Linked DNA regions of Oryctolagus cuniculus: region 1 is linked to region 2. The links are chromatin contacts, called in public Micro-C maps. All regions are on one chromosome and are shown on one strand. Each heading gives the region's core, a stretch centred on a gene start, on an enhancer-like site or on the middle of the called end of the contact. The rest is flanking DNA. Distances are from core to core; before and after follow the strand shown.

Region 1 (6,921 bases), core at 1,984-4,483, 270 kb after region 2:
TATTTTTTATCATCATGAACAGCTCTATTATTGATTAGATCATGTTTTTTTTTTTTCAGTAAATATGTGGGAAAAAATCTCCAATGTAGTTATGATTTCCATGAACATGGGGGCCATCTTGATCCAAATCTGGCTTAACTAGGGGCATACTTTCCTTCTTTTCTTATACAACTCTCTAAACTCAGATAGTTAAAACTCAATGGGCTTTCATCCAGGCCATTTCTCTTACCTCTGGCAAACAACCACTTTGTCCTTCTTGCTGTGGGAGGAATTATGTTCACAGGAATCTGACTTCTGCAGCAGGAAACCCAACCGATGCTTCATATCTTTTGCACTGCACAGAAGAGGAAAGCAAGGGAATTAACGATGGTAACCACCTGTCTTAAGACACCTAGTGGTAGGCTTGAAGAATTCATTAGTAGCATATAGTGCAGAGACAGTTAATTTAGGGAATAGGAGATGAAGTTGGCATTAATTCTCAGGAAAGCAACACTTGTTTCTGCCAATGAGTTAATGCACAACCTTGAGATGAGAGTCATAACACTGGTTTACTTATCTATAATTGGAATTCTGACCCTTCAATCTGTCTTAGAAGCCCGTTCTGTACACATGCCATTTTGGTGCAACAATGAAACACTTGGTATCATCAATATAACCACACAAGAAGACATGACTGTTCTTTGAGTAATTTTTAGGAGTTAGAAAGCAGCAGTAACTGCAAAATTCGACACCTTTTTGCTGCACGCCCCCTTCTGGTGGTTGGTTGCTATTGTCATCTGTCTCCTTGCAGGCAGAGTAAGAAGCTCCTTTGGAAATTAAGGGTCTCTTTCTTTCCATCCAAATATGTGATGGAACAAGAAATATGTGTTATGGGGTAAATATGGAGTACATACTGAGGTGTGTAGCTTCAGAAATGGAGTGGTTAACGCAAATGCTCAGGGTGAAACCCACGTTCCTTTAGATTAGTTCTTCCAGACAATATAGTGCTGCTATTGCCTTCTTTTTTAATATTTATACACTGAAGAAGCCATCTAGAATCACTCCTGAAACTAGTGATTGCGATTGCGGGCAGAGTTTCTGGTGTATTGCCATTTCATAGGTGACCAGGCTATGTCAGTACTCCTCAGTAGCTCAAAAAGGAGGCCCAGAGATAAGCTTTTACCTCTTCTCTTACACTACCATGTTTTTGCTTGTATCTCTTACTATAAAAGCTACAAAATAGTTAAAAAGAGAAATGATTTTAAAAAGAAATGGATAGCTAAGTGTTCCTACTTGTAGGGGGGAAATAAAGGGTAAAAAGAAATTTTAGAATGGTTATTGATATACTAAAGGTTTATCTATGTCGGCTTCCCAAGAAAGTTTGAATTCCATTAGGTCCTTGGACTGCCCCCTAAATGGTATTTTCTCTTCTTCACATGACTATTTGCCTTTCTCTGCTTTCTCAACTGGTGACTGCACAGGGATTGGGAAATTCTCCTTAATGATAGCAAGATATATTCCTGAAGCCTAGAGTGGTTCTAAGGTGATGGCATGAGTGTATTGTGAGTCAATGTAAATAGAAATTATTCCGTACTACCATGTGCCTCCTCTGTTTGAGATCCCATGGCTATTGACTGCCCAGTGTAGGGTCATTTCCTAATGAGTTGAGAGTATGCACAGAAAGTATCCTTTTAACGTAATAAAACAGTACAAATAAAAACGAAAATCACTTCAGAAGTCACTGGAATGAGGAACTGGATGTGATCTTCACTCACACACCCCGGGCAGTGGGAAGTCCCTCCGGAAGCTCGGGCACTGCTGGAGAAAGTGCTGGACTAGATGATTGACGTTTCCCCTGTGAGGAGGGGAAGAACAGCTACCTACTGACTGTGAGCTTAACCTTCTCAATCAGTTGCTCAGTGCCTCAAGGGCAGACCTCTAGCACAATCTCCCATCTATGAATCACTAAATATTTACTGGAGCATAACTTTTCCCTGACACTTCTGCATTTTGCATGATTAATTTTATATGTGATTTAACTGAAGCGTGGATGGTCTTGCTCTATCCAGTTAGGAAATTAATGGTGAAGGTGAGAGGTATTTATCCCATCAGTACTCTCTACCAGAACCTCCTGCTTCATTACGGAGAATATATCAATACTGTCCTGCTTCTGAATGAAAGGCAAATGGCTTCAAAACACACAAAAGATTATGCTTCTTGGAATTAACTCCAAATTGAAATGTAAGGTGATTGTTCTTTGCAGGGAGACAAGAAAAGAGGTAGTACACTTGCAGATTGACTTTTTACCTTTAGCTGCAAGATTAAGTGATGTAATACGCTCTCATTTTGTATTTTACTTTCAACTGATGAATATCTAGCATTTTCTGAAATCATCTACTTACGCCTATTTAAAAAGACAGAAGAGTAGCTATATATTTTTAAGTCTTTGTTTTTATATTGACAAAACAATCTCTTTAGGATGAGCTCTTCTACAGAACCCTCAGATGACTTGTTATAATCAATACTCCTTAACTACCACTCACATAAGACACTTTAAGAATGAGAGATAAGAACAGAGAAAAAAAGAGACATGTAGCATAGAAACTATTTCATTGTGACATTTGTTTATGAGAATATAGAACGATACTGTAGCCCCAACAGAAAGCATTGTGGCTTTCTGATGATGTAGCACAAGTTCATTCCGAGGTGTCCTCCCCTAAATGAATTTCAGAGAGTCACAGTGCTTGCAATTATCCAGGTATGCTCACATAATGGAGGTGATCACAGATACAGCAAGTAGAGTCAACACCTCATATGATTCTTAATCAGCACTAGCTTAGTTAGAGGACTTGGCTAAAAGATCACAACAGTTTTCAAAACTGAGGTCACATGAAACAACACACTAATATCAGAATTTGGGAAGCACAGTTCTTAAGTCACAAATCAAGTTATTCTTGGAGAAAATCCAGGGAAATATTCTCCCCTGATCAGACTGCTACTCCAAAGAACCAGGTTAGTAAACACAACTAGCAAGTAACTGAGAAAGTCTGTCCAAAAGTTGAACGTAGTTAGTAGCTGAAAACAATCTTACCTCCTCAAGCAGGAAGCCGGCAGACCTGCAAGCCCTTTGCACATCTTGTCTAACAGCGTGGGATTCGCCGAGGAGGAAAGAAACGCAGCAGGAGGAGCTGTGGCCTCTGTTTTGCTCAAGCTTCGGTTTCACTCCTGCAAAGATGCTGCCAGAATCCTGAGCTTCTCCTTTCCAGGCCTGTAGGGGTCTCTTTTATAGCCCGGCCACGAGCGACGAGCCAATCAGATAACAGCTCTGCGGTACCAGCGCCTGTCTCCTCTGCCTCTCCAGCCCCTGGAAGGCAGGAGGAAGAAAGGACTTACGCATCAGCCATGCAAAATGGACAAGCTGGGAAAATCCTCTTCCAAAATAGACATACATGAAAAAAGTGACTCAATATCTCTACAAATGTCTGTGATTTTTAACTTCTAGAGACGGGAAAAATAAAAGTCTACAGTGTTGGAAAATATGGGAGTTTATTCTTTTGTCTGTAAAAACAGTATCAGGGACAACATTGCCTCCGGAACGGAAAGGTGCCAGTAGGAATTCTAAGGCACACTTTGGGGGTTGAATCTCAACACACTTTCTCTTTTGGATGAGAAACATCACATTGTATGTGACCCAATATTTGACCTGCTCGATTTCCAAAAGGCAGGTGGGAGGATCATCGTCTCCGAGAGATGATTTCTCCATTGCAAGACACACGGAGGTGTGGGGAGAAATAGCTAAATGGCAGACAGGAATATGCCTGGCAGCATAGAAAAGCTGGCCCAGGAGAAATAGATTTGCTGCATCTGTCATCAAACTGACTGTAGAATACTTTGCTCCAATTCTTATTAAGAACAGAATTCAGCCCAGCACTGACAATTTCTCCTGTACATGCTTGCCTCCTGCAAAAAGCCTCAAATAGCAGCCTGAGGTCCAGGGCAGCAAGGAGATGAATAAATATAGATACTGATTCTTGTTAGCAACTGTGTTCATGTCTTATGTAATTCTAAGCTTCTAAATTGGTATTTCAAGAGGAAGAAAGGGAGGGAGAGAAGGAAAGACAGAGAAAGAGAAATGCTCCAGAGAGCAGGCAGGCAGAAAAATATGGTTTGCTTTGCCTATTACCTGGCTTCAGGGTTAGCATAAGAATATTCTGCCCTGCAGGTACTTCTGAACACCGAGACTATTAGTATCTTTTGCATGTAATATCATAGACTGAATATTTTAAAGAATCATGCAGGTGTTTCGTATCTTACAATCATAGCTCATGTACACTAGAACTGCAGAGAGTGCTTCTTTGTATCTGAAAGCTGTGAGTACAAGGGGGAAATTAAATACCAAGTCTGACCCAGACAGCTCTCATTTTGAAAGCAGGTAGATTTCTGACCGCAAGCTACAGGGAGCTGTGCTTTACTTAGAAGAAACAGAGATATCAAGTAGTTCAGGTGGGAAAGATGAAAAATAGATGGGAGCCAGTAGAATGCAAAGAGAGTGCGAAGACAGAATGCAAAATGGAAAAGAGCTGTACCTGTATGTCCCCCTTCCCCCATTCATGCCCTTGAAAATCTCAAGCTGCCTCCACTCCCCCTCCCCAGCTAGCAAAGAGATGGTAAACAAACATAAAAAGGCTAAGGACTATAATCTTCAGAGGATGCATTTAGATGGTAGGAAAAAGCTTTGGCCTTCATGCAGGAAGACAAGAGAACATTTATTAGATTAGCTACTGGACAACTTTTCCTTGAGTTATAACACAAAACAAATGAAAGTTGGCAGCCATTCGTGGTGATAATGTGGAAAAAACTGCAGTGTCACATGAATTAAGAGAGCTCGTAAGACCTAGAAAGATGGACCCAGGGATATGAGTCAGGCAAAATTAGCATCAGACAGGAGAGACTAATTAAAAGGGAGAAACGGTTACTCAAAGATGGATCAGGGCTTCTCTGCTTACCTGGGTGCCCAGATGATTTGATTTTCGGACAATGAGTGAGGATCCGAAACAATTTACTGATGTCTGAGAATTCACAGTAAGAATCTTGTGTCTTGTTCCTAGTACAAGAGAAGCTCATTTGTCACAAGTTAAATATAAATTGTTGCAATAGATGAGCTGAATAGGATTTTTAAAGCAATCAGATCTAACCCCTCCATTTTACCAAGGAGAAAATAGAGAAGCAGAGGGGAAATGATTTGCCACAGCTCCTTACTAAGAGAGACAGGTCCAGACTGGCTTCCTGGTCCCAGGTCATGTGGATTTTCTACAGGACTCTCCTATCACTCAACAGTCTTGTCAAACGAGATACACTGTGTAAACAGAGATATTTCTAAATTGCAGAGTGCTAAGCAAATCATTTTTTATTATTAGATTATGCACAGGAGGTAACAGAGCCCCCAGTGTTAACTTCATATATTTCACACAAAGAGGCCCCGATTTTCCCCTCCCTCATGGAAGCAGCAGCTGCTACAGCCCTCATTACATTAACCATTACTTTATTCTAGCATTTCTTATTCATTTATTCCTTTGACTATGACTTCTCATGTTCTCAGGAGTTCTAATACTTTTAAAGAGTGTTCAAAAGCATCTCATAAATTAATATTTTTTTTTTCACGATGGGCCTTGCTGATTGTGTTTGAGGAGGCGGGGACTGGTACATCGTATTACCTTGACAACATTCCCCCTCCTTTCTCTGATATGCACAAAACATTTAATTCTATTATTCTATGATTTGTCATCCTGGATGATTCTTACAGTATGGGGGAACACAGCTCTCAAAAATCTCTTTTGTATTTATTGATTCGTTTGAGACATATCTTTTAGGTAGCTACTCTACACCAGGAACTCTTTGGGAAACTGTATACATGGTAAACAAGCAGGCAAGTCTCCACTTAGTGGAGTTTTTATCCCAGTGGAAGGAGTCAGAAAATAAACAAGTGAGATAATTGTAGATTTTGATCTATCCCATGAAGAAAATAGGCAGGTGATATGAAAAGAATAACCGGATGAGGAAGGACTTATCTTGCCAAGATGGTCAGCAAAGAGCTCTATGAAGAGGTGGTATCCAAAATGAAATCTGATGGGTGAGAAAAAAACCTAGAAAATTGTCTTCCAGATGGAATTAAGAGCATGTGAAAATGTTTCTTTATCTAAATTGGGCAAGAACAAAAGACAAATCAGCATAGCTAGAGAATTGAGAACAAGGAGAGAGTAGCATGAAATTGAAGTGCCCAGGTAGAAGCTACACTCTGCTAGAGGACTGGTGAAGAGATTGGGCCTTATCAGAACACAATGCAAACCCCCTAAAGGGACAGAGCTGCTAGTTCTGACTATTGTGGAAATAGGCATTTAGCCACATGAGCAGAAGCATGGAAGCAGGGAAACCAGTTAGCAGAGTTAGCAGTCTGAATCCTGGCTCATCAGTTTCTACCTGGCAAAGTGGAGAATTGCTTCCCAAATTTTTATGACATTATAGAGCAGACATTCTGTTGGACTTGGGTGAACTAAATGGAAATTACAAGTGGTTTGTGCTTTTCAGGAACCCATACTCTGATGGAGAAAATTCTTCAATAAGCAGAAAACAGTAGAATGAGTGTCATCCTTATGAACTTGTATATATAAAATTCCAGAAAAGCACAGAGAATGGAGAGTAAGCAATAGCTTTGGAGTGGAGAGTGGTTTTCATAAAGGAGATCTTAAAGAATTAATAGAGACTGGAGATGTAGGTGTTGTACACAGAAGAGAAACATTACAAGAGAGAACATAATAATAATTGCTAATTTTATTGGGTACTAATTGTGCATGGCATTGTTTTAAGCACTTTATATCAATTAGTTCCATCTTGGGACTCAGGAAACAATACCCCAGAATATGGCATTTGGGTATGCTGATTTAA
Region 2 (6,828 bases), core at 2,203-4,702:
TATATATAATATATATATGCTATATATAAGCAATACCAACACAGGGTAAGTAAATACTTTCTGATTTACATCCTATTCAACATACATAATGTGGTGGCTAATAAGGCTTGATATGGAAGTTGGAGAGACAAAAGACAGAATAAATTAAATGATGTAATTGACAGGAATTCCTATCATCAGAGTGTGAATTTAAAGAAAAATAAAAGCACCAAAACTTATTTTCCCTACTGTATTCAGACAAAGAATTATTGGTACCCATGTCTCTAGAAGAGTAGTTCTCACAATCCTTCCCCCCTCATCCTTTCTGGGACCACATTTGACAATATTTGGTGGCATTTTTAGTTGTTAGGACAGGAGTGGCTATTGCTATTGGAAACTAGAGAGTAGAGGTCAGGGATAAAAACAACCTACAATGCCTAGGGTGAACTTACCCTTTCCCCCAGCAAACAATTATTCAGTCCAAAATGGCAATAAATTTAACAGTTACAGGATTTGTTTCTAGAACTCTAACACTACAGAGCTTTACCTGAGCCTGATAGAGTACAATAGGAGCGTTAACAGCAGCAATAGGATGCTAACAGCATTAGCAGCCAGGATCCTAGCCACTCAAACACCTGTTTAATTACCTACAGATTCCTCCCCTCCAGGGAAACAGGGAGGCCCAAGACCCCGCGTGATTATGCTCAACTCTGCGAAGAACCTGAAATGGCCCATACCCTGGAAACCCATTTCTTTGGCTTCTAATGTTTCTTAAAATATCAGGATTAAAGAGAAGCTCTGACAACTTTCCTAACCTCAAATCAATGTAGGAAGCCATTCTAAAAGGTGACCACCATTCTGCGGGAACACAAAAACATCTAAGAGTCCACTAGTTCTGAAAAAATTTGTTTCCACTTAGATAACTCTTCCTCATGCTTCATAGAAACGTTTGTTGTAACTTCCACTTGCTGGTCTTATTTCTAGTGACTACCACTACATAGACGGTATTAATCCCTGTCTGTAGACACTGCTTTCAAAAACGTGAAGAAAGCTATCAACCTCTGCGAAGTTCTCTTTAGAGTATACACAGCTTCTTTACCTAAAGCCACTCCATATATGATATTGTTTTATAAACATGGTTCTCTCTACGCTGCTCTAGCTCAAGAGCAATCAACATGGAAGATTTCTGTGAACAATCCTGTGTGGGTTTTTCCCTACACACCTGGCAATCAGTCCTCTGCAGTCACCAGCTGGTGGTCCTCTAATGCAGTTCACTTCTAACACTCACCTGCAGTCAAATTCCACAGGTGGAGGGAGGGCTCAGTTTCCAAGGCTGCAGCACCCCTCACCCACTTCAGACACCCAGTGAAAGCCCCAGGTTGTTTTACCTGTGCTGTGGCCCACCAGCTACAAATCGGGATCCCCACGACCCTCTCCTTGGGTTTCATTAATTTACTAGAGTGATTCACAGAACTCGGGGAAATGCTTATTTTACTGGTTTTTTACAAAGGATACTGCTACCAGCCATCATTAGCACACAAAAACACAACAAGCAGCAAAGAGTCCAAGCACTTTATAAGCTATATATCAGGAAACAGGGATAAAGACTAAATATAAATTTCAAGATATCACACCATCCTACTTACCTTCCTCTCAAACACACTGTTTTATGTGTTGACCAAACTGAACACAACACTCCAGATTTAGTCTGCCTAGGGGAGAGTACTCCTACCGTAGGCAATGGCCTCTGGTGATCTAGTCTACAGCCATCCTCACTACTTCCGGCAAACACATGCTTATGATCAACTCAAACTTAAGAACCTCTTCAACATGACCCACTTAGATGAAGCCTGCACTTCTCCATGTTATTCTTAGGTAACTCATTATTTTAACCTTAGGCAAGGGCTTGTATTTCTACTAATAAACCACATAATCGTAAGCTTTCATTCTAGAGCTTGTTATCTTTTTAAATCTAGACTCTGGCACCTCCCATAGTAGGTGTCCCTTTCAGCATTAATATATACATATATATATATATAAATATGCATCCTATATTTTTAAAGTCATACTTTAAAAACTGTTGATGAAAGAACTGGGCCAAAGACTACCAAAAAAAATCATTTTCCAAAACAAGCCACATCTGGATTAGAGATTGCCACAACAGGAAGAGCAGGTGTGAAATACCTCGTAATTCCTATCACACATCCCTTTCCTCTCACATGCTTTGTACACTCTGCTTTTAGATTAATCCTAATACAACATAAAAGGCATCATGTAACATCTACACAAAAATACATCAATTACTTTACCCACTAAAGCAAATTCCGACTTTTCTGCTTGGTTTCTAAAACTTTCACCAATCGAATGAACTTCTGGCTACAAGTTAGTCTCCTCCAAGCTTGATTCCCAAAGGGCCTCCTGCCACATCCAAACCCTATCCTTCCTCCCTAGAACAATCTCAGGTCCAGTTCACTCATCGATACGTGAGTGCGGGGGAACTGAGGAAGACGGCCCTTCCAAGCACACAGTCTGAGTGCATGGGCAGGACAGTACATGAAAAATGACCCTTCGACGGCTGAGCAAGCAGCCGAAATTAACTGCTACTTGCTCCTCGGGTTTCTTCTTTCTTTGCAACACCAAGGTGCTGAGCACAGGTGTTGGAAGAATGTCCATTACGTTTCACACACTGCGTTTTGCCAAAACTGGCTTGCGGAGATCACAATTCAACACAAACAGAAAGGACTCCCAATCCCAATGAATTAAACACAAAAGTTCTTCTGAACGCATACGAGGGTACCCAAACAGTTCGTGGAGAACGGAATTAAAAAGTGTGTTTTGCTGCAAACATTTTTTGAGAACCATGCATAGGAGCGAGGAAAATGATCCCAGTGCCACTCACACGCTGCCCTCTGACTTGGATGAGGTATGATAGCTTTTCCTTTTGCTTCATGGTTTTGGGATTGGGTTTTGATTAAGACATACTGAAACAACCAAGATCTGGCCTCTGCACCCGAACAAGCCTCGCTGTCAACCCCCTTCCTGATACACGGATTTTTAAATACACAGAAACACAAGCTTAGCCTGACCAGCTCCAGGTCAACTCGCCCCACAGTCTATGCCACACCCGATAACAGCCTTAGCTTCACTGGCACTGAGCTCGGTCTGTTCCTGGACTCAAAGAAAAAGGAGCCGCAGGCAAGCCCCACCCTCCAGGAGCGCGCTCCTCCGACCCGGCGCCCCGCACCACGAAAACAGCCAGGCCGCGGTCCCGACGCCAGAGGCGGCCCGGGACGCCCTCGGCCTCCCTTCCTCCCGCGTCCGCTCGCGCTCACCTACCGCCGCAGCCGCCCGCAGGAGGGCGGAAAATCCCGGTAGCAGTCACGGCCAAGTCAAAACTCAGCAAACACCAACCGTTGTCACTTTTCAAAACTGCCGCCTCCTCCTGGAAGTCCCGCCCCGTCCCGCCGAGCGCACTTCCGGCCGCGCCGGGTGCCGGGTGGGCTCAAAAAGCCCTAAGTGGGCGGCGCTTGCAGGCGCGTGCCGGGCTGCGCGCGGAACTAGTTTTCGCGGACTTGGCGTCTAGTCGGACCCTGGCCTCGGCAGGAAGCGTGGGGGCTGCGGCTTGGGGGCGGGTCCGGGGTTGGGCATTCGGCGGGGACCTGGGACTTTACCGAGAGGGTGCCCAATTGCAGGGCAAAAGTTAATGGAGGGATTAAGGGCGCTATGGCTGAGCTCAGGGTGACAAGGGAGAAAGAACCCGGGGCTTGCAGTGAACCGGGGGTAAGTCAAGAGTCCCAGAGTTAACAGTACCGACGTTGCTTGAGCGTTGCCGAGCCGGGTGCTGTGGCAGAACTTTAGGCATCACCCCCTGGAAGCTCCAGTCAAGTGCTGGTGCGAGTGGGGGAAGGCAGTTAGACACCGTCAGCATCGCCTCGTAAGAGGGCGCTCATAAACTGAGCGGATTACGTATGGCCCTCAGCCGGGCACAAGAATTTACGGGCAGCCTAGCCCGGTTATGGACGCACAGCCTCCAAATCTTATTTCCTAAGCGCGACTTGGAGGGGCAGAAGGAACCCAGCCTTGCATCTGCTCAAATCTTCTGTTACAGCCACGATAACTGGGCTGAGAGACAAATGGGTTGTCCCTCGTTACAAAGAAAGTGACACTACCTGGAGTAGATCCAGGTCTCGCAACCTTAGCTTCTCTCTCTCCCTCCCTCCCTCCCTTCCTCTCTCTCTCTATCTCTCTCTCTCTCTCTCCCCCTCCACTCCCTCTCTCCCCCTCCCTCCCTCCACTTGGAGCCAGGCACTCGGGGGCTTCCCACCGCTGACTGCTCCCCCAACGTGCCCTTCCCGAGTGTGTTGGATTCTACCAAGGAGGAGCTGCACCTCTTGCAAATCAGGATCTTGCTCCAGAGGATGTGCCAGGCCTAACTGCGGGGGAAACTGGGGGTGGGAATTATGTGTAATTGAGGTTTGGGGCAGCCGAGAGCTTGCATCTGGCTGCAGGGTAGAGCATTTTCCCGTGAGAGGTCTGTTTAATGGGGAGTCTGGGACTCCCCTCCCATACAACAGTTTAATTCGATGTAATTGGTTCCTAAAGGTCCCACCTCTAAATCTGTAATAGATTAGTTTCCACCTTCTTAATACCATTAACATAAGACTTTGGATGGGAAGCCCATAATACATGGGCTCTATGACTTGCCCCTGGTTCTTTCTCCCTTGTCACCCTGAGCTTAGCCATAGTGCCCTTAATCCCTCCATCCAAACTAATATACAAGCCATAGCAAAAGCCAACTTCAGAATGCGCCATAGGGAAAGAGGAAAATGAGATGAAAAAAGAAGAAAAACAAGACAACCATTTTATTGTATCTATAGTAAATAAATGTGAAATGAATGTGCCTTTTAAAATTTGGTTGCCTGATACCAAATTGTCAGTGGATTGGTGTGAGGTGGAGGATGGAAGGAAAGATTTCTCACCCTACATTTTCTAGAGTTTTGTCATTGTCCATAAAGACACTGCTGAGGAAAATTAAACTACAGTACAAAGATGCTCCTTGACCTGTGATGAGGTTATAGACTGATAAACCCACTTTAAGTCAAAAATATAAGAGTTGAAAATATGTTTTTTATATAACCAACTTACTAAACATCATAGCAACATATATGCCTAAGTCGGGTTGTTTAGGTTTTCCCCCTGCTAGTGATTGCATACCTGACTGGGAGCTGCAGCTTCTTGGTTCATAGCTACCGGCTGGCATCGCAAGAGAGAATCATACCGCATAATCACCAGCCAAGGAGAACTTCAGAATTCAAAGTATGATTTCTCTTGAGGGCATGTCGCTTCTATACCATCGTAAAGTCAAAAAATCCTAAGTGGAACCTTGCATCAGGGACCAGTCTAGATTCTTCCTGTAAGCATCGTCTTTATCCTCTCCTGTATTTCCTCTAACCCTGTATCTGCTCCTCTATTTCATTTTCTCTGTCAGTTCTCTTGCTATTACCTCCTTTCTCAACCTACGTTGCTGCTTTATCTGTATCCAGATTCCCTGTGTCCAGTGATCTGACCCAGGTGCCTGTCAAACCATAACCCTGAAGCTAGCCTGAAAATCCCCAGGTTGAGCACCCTGGAGAAAGTAATGCAAAGTGATGTTTGTCAGATTCTTAGTCCCTAACTTCAGCTTTTCTGTGATTCATGGCAGTCTTAATTTACCATTAGTCAGCTTCCTGTCCTGTAAATTTCAGCAATTTCTCACAAGTCTTACCACTTTTCTCAATCCCCTTCCCAGACTGTTAGAAAGTGACCAGGGTAGTTGAAAAGGTATATTTCAGACACTTATTATTCATCTGCATCTGCAATGTGCTATGCCTGTTCCCTTCATAATTTTAAGTCCATGCTCACTTTCTAGATTACCCTTTAAAGACTTTATGTCAGCTCTGAAAAGACCAAATGGACCTTCGAAAGACAAGACTGGGATGCTCACTGAGACTATGGTAGTCTGCTGCTGTTGGGACTCTATCTTTCATACAGGTAGTGTTCCTGTGGTAGCTACTGCTTTAAATCAACCTCCTTTTTAAACAACAAGAATTCCAAACTGTTGTTTCCAATTTGCTTTCAGCAGATTGGTAAGGAAAGAAAATTGATCCATTAGGTCTAATGTGGTACGAACAGGTGAAATGCCAAAATTCAGCTCTATACCCTACTAGCTGTCAGTCACCTATTCATTTGACTAGGAATTACCAAGAAGGTACATTTTCAGTACCTTCTTCCCAATTAATTGAGAGAGAAAAGCCATCATGAAACATACACCTTAAATTCTGCCTCCTCATTTCAATGTGAAATTTATCTACTTATTTCTTATTTTCCTATCTCAGAAGATAAAATTTATTCCCTCTACCAATGCTATTGATCACTACTTTTCTTTCTAGACCTTTATTTTTTTCCCTCCTAGACTGTTATACTATATATTCTTTACAATAGATCTGTCCCTCCTTGAAAGATTACTTTGGGCATCCCCACACCCTCTTCCTCCTTTTTTTTTTTTCCTGTATGTATCTTATTGGGTTCCTTTTCTGTTACAACTAGCATTTAATATGCAAGGACCAGTGTTGTGGCACAACAGATTAAGCTGCTACTTTCGACTCTGGCATCCCATATCAGAGTGCTGTTCAAGTTCCAGCTATTCTGCTTCTCATCCAGCTTCCTCAAAATGAGCCTAGGAAGACAGTGGGAGATGGCCCAAGTAGTTGGACCCCTGCTATCCATGTGGGAGACCCTGATGGAGTTCCTGACTCCTGGCTTCAGCGTGCCCAGACCTGGCTATTGCAGCCATATGGGGAGTGAACCAGT

Evidence for each region. Hi-C and Micro-C count contacts between places; a contact is called where the count stands out from the background.
Region 1: a contact with region 2 is called in a Micro-C map of ear pinna, with 9 times the contacts expected there. The contact joins the promoter of RGS4 here to the promoter of NUF2 in region 2. A contact is called at or near these places in 5 of 6 Hi-C or Micro-C datasets (ear pinna, embryonic fibroblasts, psoas muscle and 2 more).

What each region holds. Positions count from the first base shown.
Region 1 is chr7:35,611,147-35,618,067 of mOryCun1.1, forward strand. RGS4 (regulator of G protein signaling 4) reads right to left here and starts at 3,234. Exons shown (of 5, transcript NM_001082214.1): 1 at 3,071-3,234; 2 at 230-334. The coding sequence starts at 3,114.
Region 2 is chr7:35,339,300-35,346,127 of mOryCun1.1, forward strand. NUF2 (NUF2 component of NDC80 kinetochore complex) reads right to left here and starts at 3,453. Exons shown (of 14, transcript XM_008264151.4): 1 at 3,316-3,453.